Regions from separate parts of the Sus scrofa genome. Here region 1 is linked to region 2. A link is a contact called in public Hi-C data. All regions are on one chromosome and are shown on one strand. The core of a region is the stretch at or near the end of the contact, and the rest is flanking DNA. Distances in the headings are between cores, read along the strand shown.

Evidence for each region. A called contact is a pair of places that touch in the nucleus more often than the background predicts.
Region 1: a contact with region 2 is called in a Hi-C map of liver, with 2.3 times the contacts expected there. The contact joins two enhancer-like sites. A contact is called at or near these places in 2 of 47 Hi-C or Micro-C datasets (embryonic fibroblasts and liver).

What each region holds. Positions count from the first base shown.
Region 1 is chr1:162,637,026-162,644,338 of Sscrofa11.1, reverse strand. All of the region lies in intron 1 of NEDD4L (E3 ubiquitin-protein ligase NEDD4-like), which reads left to right. Among named protein-coding and RNA genes, the nearest start is that of NEDD4L, 96 kb to the left of the region's middle. Within about 2 kb of position 3,703, at least 6 of the 83 cell types and tissues checked have an H3K27ac peak or open chromatin away from gene starts, as enhancers often do. A contact at or near this core is called in liver, where this site is marked.
Region 2 is chr1:162,371,784-162,378,241 of Sscrofa11.1, reverse strand. NEDD4L (E3 ubiquitin-protein ligase NEDD4-like) reads left to right here. Exons shown (of 32, transcript XM_021073866.1): 28 at 314-373; 29 at 1,861-1,968; 30 at 3,193-3,289; 31 at 3,953-4,025. Among named protein-coding and RNA genes, the nearest start is that of MIR122, 45 kb to the right of the region's middle. Within about 2 kb of position 3,196, at least 10 of the 83 cell types and tissues checked have an H3K27ac peak or open chromatin away from gene starts, as enhancers often do. A contact at or near this core is called in liver, where this site is marked.

The DNA of each region.
Region 1 (7,313 bases), core at 2,454-4,953, 270 kb before region 2:
TAGTTAACGTTATCTAGAATCGACCTTTTCCCTGTGGTCTCATGTTTGACACCTGAAATAGTTCTCTAGGGTACTAAGTCATAGCTTACTGCTTAGAAACATGCCAGGTGCTTCTGTAGGCGTTTTTGTTGTCATTGTTCCTGGGATGGATCTCTTTTGACTTTATGGGGGGGGGGGGCAGAACAGAGGATATTCTTCCCCAAATATCATTCATGACTATATATTGAGAGCAGCACCTTTTTTATTTTCCAGTTTAGTTTTCAGCTCATCTTGCCAATCCTATACCAAAGCATTAAGGAATCAGAGGGAAAACTAGTTTGTCCACTTTATTTTAAAGCTAGTTATTGGATTTTCTGACTATAAAAGTAAATAGTCATGAAAAACAACAGAAAAAGAAACCATAGGAGAGGATAAAAAGGAAATCAGAATTGCCCAGCATCTCACTAGACTGAAGCAAGAGCACTTCCTGTTTTAGCACCTGGTCCTGGTTCTCTGCTGAGCCACTGACCTGGTTGGGAGACAGGTGCCCTGCGGGCAGAGCTGAGCCCACCATGGAGGTGCAGTGTCCCCAGTGCCTGGCAGAGGCCCCGATGCACAGTAGGAGCTTAGGAATTGTGTGTTAGTTGAATGTGCTGTGTTCTGAGTCTGGGAACTGGGGTGGCCTGAACCCTGTCAGGGATGATGCTGAACCTCTGTGGAGGGGGCGCCCTCTAGCTGGGGGGTTCCTCAGTGTGTGGGTGGATGGGGATGTCCCTCTGAAGGACTGGGGTCAATGATGCTAGGGCCACACTGACTGAGACAGGAAGGCAGGCAGTCTCTCCCTCTGCTCCTGGCAGGAAGCCGGCTAGAAAGGGAGCCAGGAAATGTAGTCTGTAGGGTCCTGGCCCAGAACCTGAGGGCAGGGAAGGGAAGGACGGGCTTGGACTTGGGAAGGTAGTAAACTACCAGCACTGCCTGTCATTTCTTTTTTTGTCTTTTTTGGGCCTCACCCACTGAGGCATATGGAGGTTCCCAGGCTAGGGGTGCAATCGAAGCTGTAGCCGCCGGCCTACACCGCAGCCACAGCAACACTGAATCCAAGCTGCGTCTACAACCTACACCCACAGCTCACGGCAACGCTATATCCTTAACCCACTAAGTGAGGCCAGGGATCAAACCCGCGTCCTCAAGGATACCAGTGGGTTTGTTAACCTCTGAGCCACGATAGGAACTCTGTCATTTTAAAGAGTTAAATCTTGAATGCGGATTTGCTCTGTTCTAATATAACTTATATTTTCACTGCCAATAGTATATCCTGGGAGTTCCCGTTGTGACTCAGCAGGTTAAGAACCTGATATTGTCTCTCTGAGAACATGGGTTCGATCCCTGGCCTCGCTCAGTGGGTTAAGGATCTGGCATTGCCTCAAGTTGTGGCGTAGGTCTCAGATGTGGCTCGGATCCAGTGTTGCTGTGACTGTGGTGTAGACCACAACTGTAGCTCTGATTCCACCCTTAGAGTGGGAAGTTCTGTGTGCCTCAGGTGCAAGTGTAAAATGGAAAAAGAAAAAAGTACATCCTGAGCATCTTTCCATGTTAATAAATACAGCTCTACACCCTCTTTCTCTAAGGTACAGATTCTGGAGTCATGTTGCAGCTGAACTACTCATTGAATGTATGAGTGGCCAGTTTATTTAACCATTTAGGCAGCGTTTCCTTCATTTGCAAAATCTACCGAGTTGTGAGGACTAGGTGAGACTCTGTCAAGATAAAAGCACTTTACTTTGGCTGTGACAGTACCTGTTGATGGTTGTATTAGTGATGACAGTTATTACTCTGATTCAATCAGTCCCAGATGATAATTACCAAAGTATTTGGGTTTTTTCTCTTAATGAATATTCATGTAAATACATCTAGATATTTCTGCAAAAAGTGAACTGTTTGCATCAAACTCTTTGCTCTTCAAGACTGTTCATATATTTCATCAAATTACCCTCTAGAAATACGGTATCCGTTTTTAATTTTCTTTCTAACAGTACCTGTCTCCTCCACACTGTCACTAATCTGGTCGTGGTTCTTTTTGCTCTTTGTCAGTCTGCTGGGTTGAAAACATACACTGTTGTTTTTCATTTGCATTCTTTTGATGATGGGTCAGTTTGAAAGTGTTCTGCATAGACTCAGGCGGAAACAATTCTGCTTTGTGATCAAGTGCCTGAGCCTGGACTACTGGCTGACAGGTCCACCAAGACCAGTTTTCTCAAACCCTCTCAGCATTGTTTTTTCCCTGGAAAACGGAATGGGAGGGTTCTGTCGAGGACCAGAAGAATGTATGAAAGTGTTGAACCAGTGCCAGACTTTTGATAATTAACATTCTAGTTGACTTTTGAGTTAATCTCAGCTCTTATCCCAGTGTTGGTCTGTTGATCTCAGAAAGGGGCGCTAGAAGGACCTGAAAATTGAGTCGGGGACCCTGGTGTTGGGGTTTTCAGAGACGGAGCATTTCTGGGTAGTAATGAAGTCCAGTGTGGCTGTGGGTGGCTGAGGTAGAAGGTGGGTGGAGATATTTGGGGCTCTGGTGGCCATTTGTGCACCGAGGGCGCCCGTGGGTCTGGGGCCTGACATCACTTAGGGTCATGATGGGTTTGAGCCATCGAGGAAGGTGATGACCTGGGTTCCAGAGTCCCCTTTGAAGAGGGGAGGGTTGGGTGACTGGCATGGAGGGCTCTTCGTGGTAAGTGAAGGGGCCAGGGGTGTGGAGGCTGTGGTGGAAAGTTCCAGCATAGGACTCAGCCCTGGCCACCCTGGGCCTGTCCTCTGTTCTGAGCTAAGCTTCGGGTGTGACGCTAAAGTGGTGGGAGCACTTTGGAAAAGGATGAAAATGAAGGACGTGGTACAGAGGCTGGGAAGGGCGAGGGGCTGGTGCTCCGTGGCTGCAGTCACACCAGCCCCACACTTTTGACTGGGTGACAGCTCTGTGCTTGGTTTAATGCTCTCGAAATTTCTGTCTTGCAAGTTTTGGACAAAGGGCCCACATTTTCATTTTCCACTGGTCCCTACAGATTGTGTGACCTTCTAACAAGGATGTGTGGAGCAGAGGTGGGTGGGAGGGTTGACCAGGTAGGTGTGGTCGGAGGCAGGAGGCCAGGAGGACCTGTGGGGAAGGCTGGGAATCAGGATCCAGCTGGAGCCCTGTGAGCTTAGGCTGGTGCTGGAGGCGTGAGGACTGGGAGGTTTCTCTTGTTTAGAAATGGAATGTTCTGCAGTATGATTTGATAGCTGTGACTTTGTCTCTTCCCTCTGTATGCCTTTGGCTGTTTTAGTAACTTTTTTTGGGGGGGGTCAGGGCCGCACCTGCAGTGTATGGAGGTTCCCAGGCTAGGGATCAAATTGGAGCTGCAGCAGCTGGCCTACATCACAGCCACAGCAACTCGGGATCTGAGCTGTGTCTGCAGATGTGTTGCTACTCACAGCAACACCAGATCCTTAACCCTCTTAGGCCAGAGCTCAGACCTACCTCCTCATGGACACTGTGTTTTGTTCTTAGCCCACTGAACCACAATGGGAACTCCTGTTTTGGTAATTAAAAAAAAAATAAATTATTTCAGAAAGGTTGCAAGAATGTGGTTTCTAGAACAGGGTTTCCCTAGGGCGACACTGTTGACTGTTGGGCTGGCTGACCTGTGAGTTGTGGGATGTTTGTCACATCTCTGGCTTCTACCCAATAGATAGCAGTGGCAGATCCCCACATGGTGGCAGCCAAAAACTCCTGCACGCTGCCAAATGTCCTTTTGACGGTAGTCACCCCAGTTGAGAAGCACTGTTCTAGAAAGACCTGAGTTTCTGCCTGACCTCTGCCTCTCCCACCCTGTGACCTTGGCCAGGTCACTTCTCTCTCCCCCTAAGCAGCAGTGCCCCTGTCTATGAATTACCATTTTCTAAATGTGCTCATGTTTGTATACACAGACTGAACATTTAAATGTTGAGTTTTCCCTATTTAAGGGAAATTAAATCATATATTTTAATTTGAATATGGTGATGAGGGAGATGGGCCAATATTTCATGTGTATTTGCTGATTTGATCTTGTGGGGTTGATTCCTCTTGTCCATTGTTCAGGTTTTTTGTTGTTTTTTTCTCAGTTGGGGTTTGAATGTCCTCTGGATGCATGTGGCCTCTCTTTGCTGTCCCTTGTCTTCTCTGCCAGCAAATCTTACCCATCCTCCCAGGCCCACCTCACCTGGCAGATCTCTCTGCAGTCACAGAGCGAGGATGCTGCCCTCTGGCCAAGCACTGTGAGAGGGATCAGGCTGGGAATGTGGTTTGTGGGTCAGGCTGTTGTGTCCCCAGGGCCCCATCACACATCTGAAGACTGTTTTGATCACTCTAGAAAGAAGTCTTATACTTCTATCTCACTTGTTAAGTAATTGGTCACTTCTGTTTTCTCTTTCCTGCTCTTTTAGTTTGCTCAGGCTGCCATAACAAAATACTACGAACTGGATGGTTTCAACAACAGCAGTTGATTCCTCACAGTTCTGGAGGCTAGAAGTTCAAGTTTATGGTGCCACCAGGGTTGATTCTCGGGAGGCCTTCCTCCTTGGCTTGTGCAGATGCCCGTCTGTCCCCCTTTGTCCACACGTGGTCCTTCTTCTGTGTGTCCCTGGTGTCTTTCCATGTCCACGTCTCCTCTTAAAAGGACACCAGTGAGATTGGAGTCGGGCCACCCCTCATGGCCTCAACGTGACTTAGTCAGGTCTTTGAAGGCCTTATCTCCAAATAGAGTCACACCCCTAGGGGCAGGGAGTTAGGGCTTCAACATTGGAATTTGGGGGTGGGGCTGGAGCTGGAGCAGGACCACACACAATTCAGCCCACAACATCAACTTAATTTTATACTTTTTGTGAGAGTAGGCCAGTGTGCCGTGGATTGTTAGTTCTTTCTTAGAAGAAAGGTGCATCCACATTTTGGGTATTTGAAGATCTCGCTATCTGATGGCTGTGAGAAGCTGGTGAGCATTGAAATGCCCCTTGACTAGATGCTCTCCTGAGGGTCTCACACATATAAGGAGACTGGCGTCTGTCCTGAGTCAAATGATGCAGGTGCTTTCTGCGAAACCTCCTCCGTCCAGCTGTATCTTTGCATAAACAGAAAGTGGCAGAAGAGGAGCGTTTGCACAGGGAAAAGAGGACATGACAAGGTTTATTCTAAGACAGGGTGTACCTCCAAGCATTTACCCAAGGCGGAGGGATCCTGACAGCTGGTGTTCCTGAGGCACCTGCGATGGGACATGAGATGGGACCAGGGCAGGGCTCCTCAGACATGCGCACACCTGGGCTGCACTTGGCTGGAAGGTGAGTTAAAGCCGCTCTCCTTTGCCCTGTCGCCTGGCAGTGGAAAGTTACCCTTGGTGGCGGCCACCACTTCCGCATTCTCTTCAGAGCTGCCTGTGCCCTTGAGTTTTCCAGCTTTATCTCACCTTTAATGTTTAGTGTATTCGCCTGAATGAGACGTCTTGCATTTAAGGAATTAATGCCACCTGGTAAGACTTTTTTTCTTAGAGGGAGAGGACATTTGACCTTCCTGGGGCCTTTTAGTTTTAGTTTTCTGCAGATTGATCCAGAGTCATAATAGTTTGACATTACCTTGAGATTCTTGAATTAGCAATTCATCTCTAATGTAACTGACCTAGTTTTCTTCTTTCTGGAAGGATTTTGTTCAAACCTTAGGGTTGTAACCTTTTATTGAGGAGCAAGTCTAAATGGGCCTGATTGAATTTCTTCAATGGAGATGTTGCTTGGGGGATGGGGGAAGAAAATGAATGAATTTAAAATGTATGAACACCGAAAGTTGTGACCTGGTTTTCTCTAAGGAAAAAAAGGGGGGCGGGCATCTGTGAAATAGTTCTTTTAAATTGTATAGTGAGAAGTGAAGCTTTACTGGGATAGCAATTTCTTTCTATGCAGTTTATCTGCATAAGTCTCTTTCTGATACTGAATATTGAGTAGAAATGTTAAGTCATTTCCTTCCTTCCTCGGAAGGAAGACGAGTTTTCTTGTAGGTTTTATAATGCTTCATTATTTGCTGGTTAAAAGGATTTGATGATGATTTCAATGTAAAGAGCTGAATAACACAGCACTCTGTGTGAGGGGATGGTACCTTTTCATTCTGGAATCAAGACATCCGTTTACCTGTGGTTTGCTCTGCCGGCCTGTGCCACAGTCTTTTATGTTTCTGATAAATTTTAACTACTTGTTTGAAATCTTTGTTCTGGTGCTTAGAAGTAGACATTAAGAGGACCAGTTATTTGGGCTGATAGAATGCATTTTAGATGTTAGATAGCTAGATAGCTTTGACTATATACTTACTGAGGAGTAGTGAAGGGAGGCCCCGGGCATCTTTTTCTGAGATGGGTGTGAGGCATTCCTTCAGGTAGCTGGCACTTTGTGAGCTGGTGTGGCTGCACCTGCTGGCTATCATTGCATGGTGGCCAGGGCTGGCAGGCGCCAAGGCCAAGGGCACTGTTTTCCATACGGGGGACCTTGGTTCAGTAGGGGAAAGGGGGAATATCTTGGGATCCTGCCCTGTCCCCTCCACACCCCTCCCCTGCTTCAGGTGAATTAGTATAAATTTCCTTGACTCTCCAGCTACCAAAGGACTTTGAACTTTAGCTTTGTTAGGGAGTTCAGGCCCCACCTCAACCAGACAGAGAGATTAGAATCTCATCAATTTTTTAAAAACCTCTCCAGGGGACTTCATAACTTTCCTAAGTGTCATTTTCTGGTGACTAATGACCTTGGCTTTGGGGAGTCCTTCTTTTGCCAAATGTATGTTCCTCGTGTGCTCTCCCAAAATGATTCTTGAAATTATGCCGGTACGTCCACTCCACTGGACCCAACTGCTCCTTCAGGCCCAGAGAAGCAGTGGAGGGAAGAAACCCTTTGAAAACTGCTCTGCAGGCTCTGGGCTGCCCAGCCCATCTGTTTTCTTCCTGTTTCTTTTCCCACAGAGTTTATCTGGACTCCATTACTTTTAACACATGTATTTTTTTCATTTAAAAAAATTTTACTGATGTATAGTTGATTTACAATGTTGTGTTAATTTCTGCTATACAGCAAAATGATCTAGTTATACACATACACATACTCAATCTTTTTCAGATTCTTTCCCCATATAGGTTATCTAGAATACTGAGAAGAGTTCCCTGTGCTAGGCAGTAGGTCCCTGTTAATCATCCATACCCCATATATTTTGATGCTTTTCTGCATCGCAGTTTGTTGCAGGAGGCCAAGGAAGAGGTGCAGTAATTCAGAATTTAAGTTTTTGATGCATAGTAGGTTCTCAG
Region 2 (6,458 bases), core at 1,947-4,446:
CATGCCTGTGCCTCTGAGGACACCCTGAGTCACAGTGGTGTGTCATAAGTGGCTTTTGGAATCCACCTGCCTGCAGCAACCCCTATTTTCATAATGTTTCAAAAATTACTCAAGTGCCTGAATCTGCTTGAGTCTACTGCTTTTCAAAATTTTACATTGTGACTATGCTGTTTTTATTTGAAATTACCAACTACTGATAGCTGCAAATCATCAGTGAACAATGTATTTTTCTAGCTAACTGAAAAAAGTTTATCCTGTGAAATGTCTCTTTCAAGGAAAAAGGTGTTAAGAATGATTTTTTTTTTCCTTTCAGGGATTCACGGAACTGCTTCCTATTGATTTGATTAAAATTTTTGACGAAAATGAGCTGGAGGTTTGTAAACATTTGTGTAAAGGAGATTTTTTAAGTATCTCATTACCTCACAGATGATATTTTAATATTCTAGATTCATAATGTCCCGGCGAGTAAGCTTACATGACTTTCTAATTCAGGTCTTTTAGGGGCTTGCCTGATTGCTGATCGGGGAGTGGGGAATAGCAGAAGTGGTCACCTGTAGGTTCCTGGCCCAGGAGAGGGACATAGCAGGCGGGGAGGGGGCTCTGAGCTGGTGCACCATGAGGGGAAAACTGCTGTTGTTAGTAGAGCTGGGGTGGCAGCACCCTGTTCCCAGGGCGCGGCCGGCTGAGGGCCCTGCACTTCCACACACCCACCCATGGCATCCGAGTGGGGACTTGGCCAGGAGCGAGTGCGGGCGTCCACGAGGGGCTGTAGAGAGGGGTCTCGATGAACTCGAAGTGGGCTGTGTAGAGTAAGAAGGCAGGTCGAAAGCAGCAAGGTGGTGGTCCTTGTGCACCAGCTTAGCTTGTGCCAGCTGCTTGGTGTTGGTGTGGATGAGAATTGGGAATTTCAAAAGCAGAGGGATCTCTCTGCCTTTGTGTTGAAAGGAACAGCAGAAGGAAGGCTGTGTCTGTTAAGAGGCCATCTGATAGGACTCCGTTGCCATTTGTCCAGACCACGTCCAATGACGTGTTCCCATAGATGGGCTTTCTGTTCTTCTACCTTAAGAGGCAAAAGTCCAGATAGATGACGTCATAGGCATCATGCAGAAGAGGCCCTTGGTTTGATAGAAACTGAGGGCGGGAGCAGTTAATGACCTCGCAGGGTTACCCAGCAGGGTTTTGGCACAGTCAGGCCTGTGAACCCAGCTTTCGAGCCTCTAGTTTAGTTTTTTTTGCATTTTACTCTGGTGCCTCTGCAGGAATATCATGCATTTGTCCACAGGAAACCTGCCCTTCAGAGGGTTCGGTAATAAGAAAAGTGGACCTAAGATTGTAAGTCAGAGAAGCGATTACTGCGTTAGTGCTGGTGCAGCCACGGACCTCTGGGCACATGAGTTTGCCGCCCTCACCTGGGTCGATGGATCTGGGGGAGATGCGTTCTTACTGTCATAAAACTCGAGTTCTTTTGTGAGTGGGGAGGTGGTTTCACATCTTGAGACAAGTAACCTCTCAGAAGGGGAAACAGCCAAAATAATGAGCAGATGTAAATGCAGTGTGAGAAGATCCCTGAGCGAGGTGCTGAGATTAGCGGGCAGGGAAGGCGATCTGGCCTTGGAACTTCCCGTGGGAGATGGGTAGCCATACAGGTTTTAGACCGGGCCCCTGTTACCGCTGCTGTCTGATCTGCAGCAGGGAGGCTTTGGAACACATGTCCCTCCCTTCGTTTGTATCTGTGCATCACTGGCCTGTCTTGCTTGGCACACACCGTGGCTCTGTCCTTGAGGAAGGGCCTTATCTCTGCGTGTGTTTCTTTGGCTTTCGAGGAGTGCCCCCTTTAACTCTGGTCCATCTCCCTCCCAGTTGCTGATGTGCGGCCTTGGTGATGTGGATGTGAACGACTGGCGACAACATTCTATTTACAAGAATGGCTACTGCCCAAACCACCCTGTGATTCAGTGGTTCTGGAAGGTAAGGCCAGGACCGGTCCCTGCTGCTCCTCCTGGGTCGGGTAGGGGGCCCTGTGCTGCTTCCCACGGTCCTGCTGCTGGAAGTCGGGGCGCTGCTGGCACCTGGCCTGCTGGGAGAGAAGAGCCGGCTGAATCCAAAGCAGCCCATCCTGCTGCTCTTCTGTAACTGTGGTAGACAGCAGTCTTGAAGCAGCCACCTGATTAACATGCTTTTGTTTGAGGATATCATTCAGGAGGATGATTCTGAAAAGCGAGATTCAAGAATTGGAACTAATCCTCCAAAGTGTAACCAAGAATGGGAGATTTCTCAGGGCAAAAACATGCTTTGGGACTGACTTTTCTAAGATGCCACTTTGGATTAAAAAACCCTTTTCCCAGATTTTTTTTTTTTCCCCCTGGTTAATTTCAACAAACATTATGATCTTTACATCTTTCAATCAAAGATACAGATAAAATCTGCTGTGCTCTCTGAAGGCCAGTGTTTGCATCCTGTTCAGCTTAGGAGAGAAGTGACAGAGAAAGTGGGGGTGGGTCCAAGGGAGAGATGGTAAACTGAGGAAAGAATAGTCACAGGGAAGAAAAGCTGATTATTTATTTGTGTTACTAATAATACTTCAGGTGCCAATAGCGAAACATAGAGAAAAGAAAAACAGAACCTTCAAATCCCCAAATCCTCATCCAAGTCTCGCTCAGCTTTAAGTTTGAATATTTTTTATTTCAATTCAAGGGGCTTTACCAGTGAAGGCAACTCGATTCTTAGAATAATTCAGATACATAAGATACACAGATTATTTCAGAGGCTACCCTGGCCTCTGTTTTTCTTTCTTTTTATAAAATGTTATCTTTAGAGAATTTGTCTATAGTCAGCAATCCCACCACATAACCTGGGTTCCCCCTGGGTCAACACTTCTCAAACTGTCTATGTTTATAGTTGGCCGGGGGCCACTGGCAAGCCTCATACAGAAACCTGAGCTCAGGGCCATTAGTGAGTTTGCTTTGAACACCACTTCTTTTGACCAGTTGGCAGAAGAAGAAAGAGACCTTGTGATCTCTCGCTCTCTGAGATCACAGAGGCCAGTACTGTGGTGACCGTAGGAAACCGCTTTTAGGGTCAATGGTCTAGATCTTCGGCTGCAGGGTAGTGAGGTTGTTTTGCCTGTCTGCATCACAGCAGCACGGGCCATGTGTCACATGGGCTCACCTGACCTTCTGCCTCCGTTCATAGGCTGTGCTGCTGATGGACGCCGAGAAGCGGATCCGGTTACTGCAGTTCGTCACCGGGACGTCCCGAGTACCTATGAATGGATTTGCCGAGCTTTATGGTGAGCAGGACACCTTTAGATTTTGTTCTCCTCTAGCCAGGCATCAGCTGCAGCCCGAGAAGAGTGCCTCCAGGCCCCTAGACAAGTGGACTTTGCACGGACCCTGAAGAGATGGGGCAATGTGCCCTCCTCTCAGCTGTGTGTGTAGTTCCCTTTACATGAAGGGGCAGGGGAGGGGGTCTTTTTTGTTTTCATGCAGAGAGTCCTAACATTGGTCTTTTCTTTTTTTTGGTGGGGGGGGGAGTTTTGTTTTTTGGTATATCTTCACAAACAACCGGATTTTGCAGAATCATTCCTGTGTTTGTAAACAGAATATTTAAGGCACTCCTTCCCTCCATGAGGCATATTCAAGGTCATGTTTCATTTTTTTCCCCCCAGAAGTAGTTCGAAATTTAAACTTCACGGGTTGGACTGAAAGGCTGTAGATGTCCGCATGTCCATATGTTGTCACGTCTGTTGTGTTCAGCTTGGCGCGATTCCAGTCTGACAGTGGCACAGAGTCTGTGTCATGAGGTTGTGCAGACCCCTTGCTTGCCCCGTTGTTAAACAGCCTCAGAGGGGGTCTCGGGCCCCCCGCCCCTCCCTTTCCTTTATCCCCTCCTTCACCATGTTCCTCTGCCTTGAGCCCTCTAAGCGTCTATTTTTCTTTGTTCTTTCATCTAGGTTCCAATGGTCCTCAGCTGTTTACAATAGAGCAATGGGGAAGTCCTGAGAAACTGCCCAGAGCTCACACATGGTGAGTGACGGAAAACCACCTGGTTGTCAACAAATAGTATTTTAAACATTTAGCGAGTATACTGCCGGGCTAGAGGCTAGAATGCTGTGTTCCCTGCCCATTCAGAATTTTGAGTATGAAATGTCAGTGATGCTGATGAAATTAAACCAAAATTTGAAGGGGGTCCTGTTGGAGATGTGAAGGCTTAAACCCACCCTTCCTGCTTCCTGCGGGGAGTTCCTCTCCCAAACTCCATCCTTCCGCAGTTATTCTGGGAAGCAGAAATTTCCCTGTGTATCCGCATGTGGATATGACAGCTCCCAGCCTCTCAACAGACTGGGTTTTTCCTCCCACCTTAAATTGGTCCAGAGCTATGGATAAATTCCCTGTAGCCACGTTGGTTAAAGGCCTTCCATGGCCAGCCAGAAGCCATCAGTCAGTGGGATTTGGTAGCGTCATTGGCCCGAGGAGTGTCAGGTCTGACCAAGGACCCCTGCCCAGGGAGACGCGCTGGCACAGCTGCGCTGAGGAGTTCTCCAGGCTGCGGGGTAGAGGGAGAGTTCTGTGAAACCCAGCACAGAGGGGACCTCAGGAGCTCCTGCCATTCAGGGTGCTGTGTCCCTCAGGCTGGTTTCCCCCTCAGGCTTTGCTCTCCTGCTCTTAGGAGGCAGGTGGCAGGGGCCTGTGGGACACATTCTGACCACACAGTGGCCTCCCTGCCCACAACAGGCCAGCGCAGCCAGAAGAGAGGGCTCCCCAAAGGGCATTTGTAGAAAACAGGCCTGGAGAGGTGTTGTGCTTCTGTTTGATTGCCTCACCTCACCGGAAAGCACGTTTTTTCCCCTGTCTGGACCATTCACATGACTCTGAATGACGTGGATGTGGTCACTGCCGTCAGCACCAGAGAACAGGTGACTCCAGCTAATGCTGGCCGATCATCAGGCAGTCTGTCCTTGATTCTCAGGGAGGATGTCTTGGCCATTTAGAGCTCTTGCTCCAAACAGTTTCAGAGTCCAGTGTAGCTTTCTGGGTTCTGGAGCCTTCATATGAAAGGTAGTCACACTGAAACTGAGACGAGTCCTAGGGCTGTCGGGATGGGTTCGGAGCTCCCAGACTCCCAGTCTGGTGATAAGAAAAAGGATTAAGAGCTGCATCCACTGTGGGTCAGGCCCTTGACCTTAGCAGCGGCATTCCTGTGGGCTCCTGGGAGAGACTTGCTCATGAGCACGTGGCTCACAGACCCAAATCACAGGATTTGAACTCAGGTCTGCTAGGATTAGACTCTGCGGTCACCCTGACCACTGCGGTCAAGCTGTTGCCTTGGTGATAGGATTCACTTTCCAGATTTTTCTACATGAACCAAGTAACTGAGTATTCATCCCACGTCCCTCTGTGACCCTCTATACAGACATCTTGCTGTGGAATGCTTCTTCTTTTCAGGGTCCACATGCTGAGCCAGCACGAACATATGGTGCTGCCCAGATAAGACCCTGAATTCAAAAGTTCTCAATCTTGGCTGCACGTTGGAACCACCTACACGTTAGAACCACCTACAAAGCATTAAAAAAAAAAAAAAAAAAAAAAAAAAAAAAAATTCCGTTACCGGAGCCCCACTTCCAAAGATTTTGACCTAGTTGGTGTGGTGTGTGACCTGGGCTGTGGGGTTTACAGGGCTCCCCAGGTGATTGGTGAGGTCTGCTGGGGTTTGAAATCACTGCTCTTCCTCAGGAAGGACATTGGAGGAAAGCACTCCCACAGGCTCTGACCAAAGCCTGTCTTCTTCCATGTATGTCACAGAATTACAGCCACCAGAGAATTTTCCTAATGGTGCCTTCCCCACTGGAAGAGGCGAGCGTATTTCTACCCAGGTGACACCAGCTGGCAGGCTGCAATTCACTGTTATTTCTGCTGCGTGGCTTTCCTTCCATCCAGCCTGGGTCCGACTGTAACGCAGAAAACAGGAGCTTTGCTGGCTTCGTCACAGCAACAGCCATATATGTGGCTAAATAAAATCTAGCCATATGTATGTTTAATTTCTTCCCTGTTTTATGGAAATATGAAGTACACAGTTAAGCTTCAAAATTAAAACCTGATTTACTAGGAGAGCCGGGACTGGTGGAGCTGCTTCTTCCTCACTTTTCATGAGGCTCTCAGATTGTAGCTGTTGAGTATCTTGAGGTTAAAGGGCTTCATTGCTTTGTTCTCTTAAAGGTCACTGCTTGGATATATAAAATTCCGCTTTACTAATAAGAGACCCTCTTAAAAATAATCTCCTTCAGCGCCCACATCTTCCCCACAACAAAGCTAAAGCCACTGAGGGTAGTGAGGTCACACAGCTTGTTGGTGATGGCCCAGAGCCAGACCCCTGCCTCCTGACATCAGGAGTAATGGGAACACTTACTAAGCATTTACTGTGTTCCAGGCATTGTCCTAAGTACTTCATGTGTATTAACT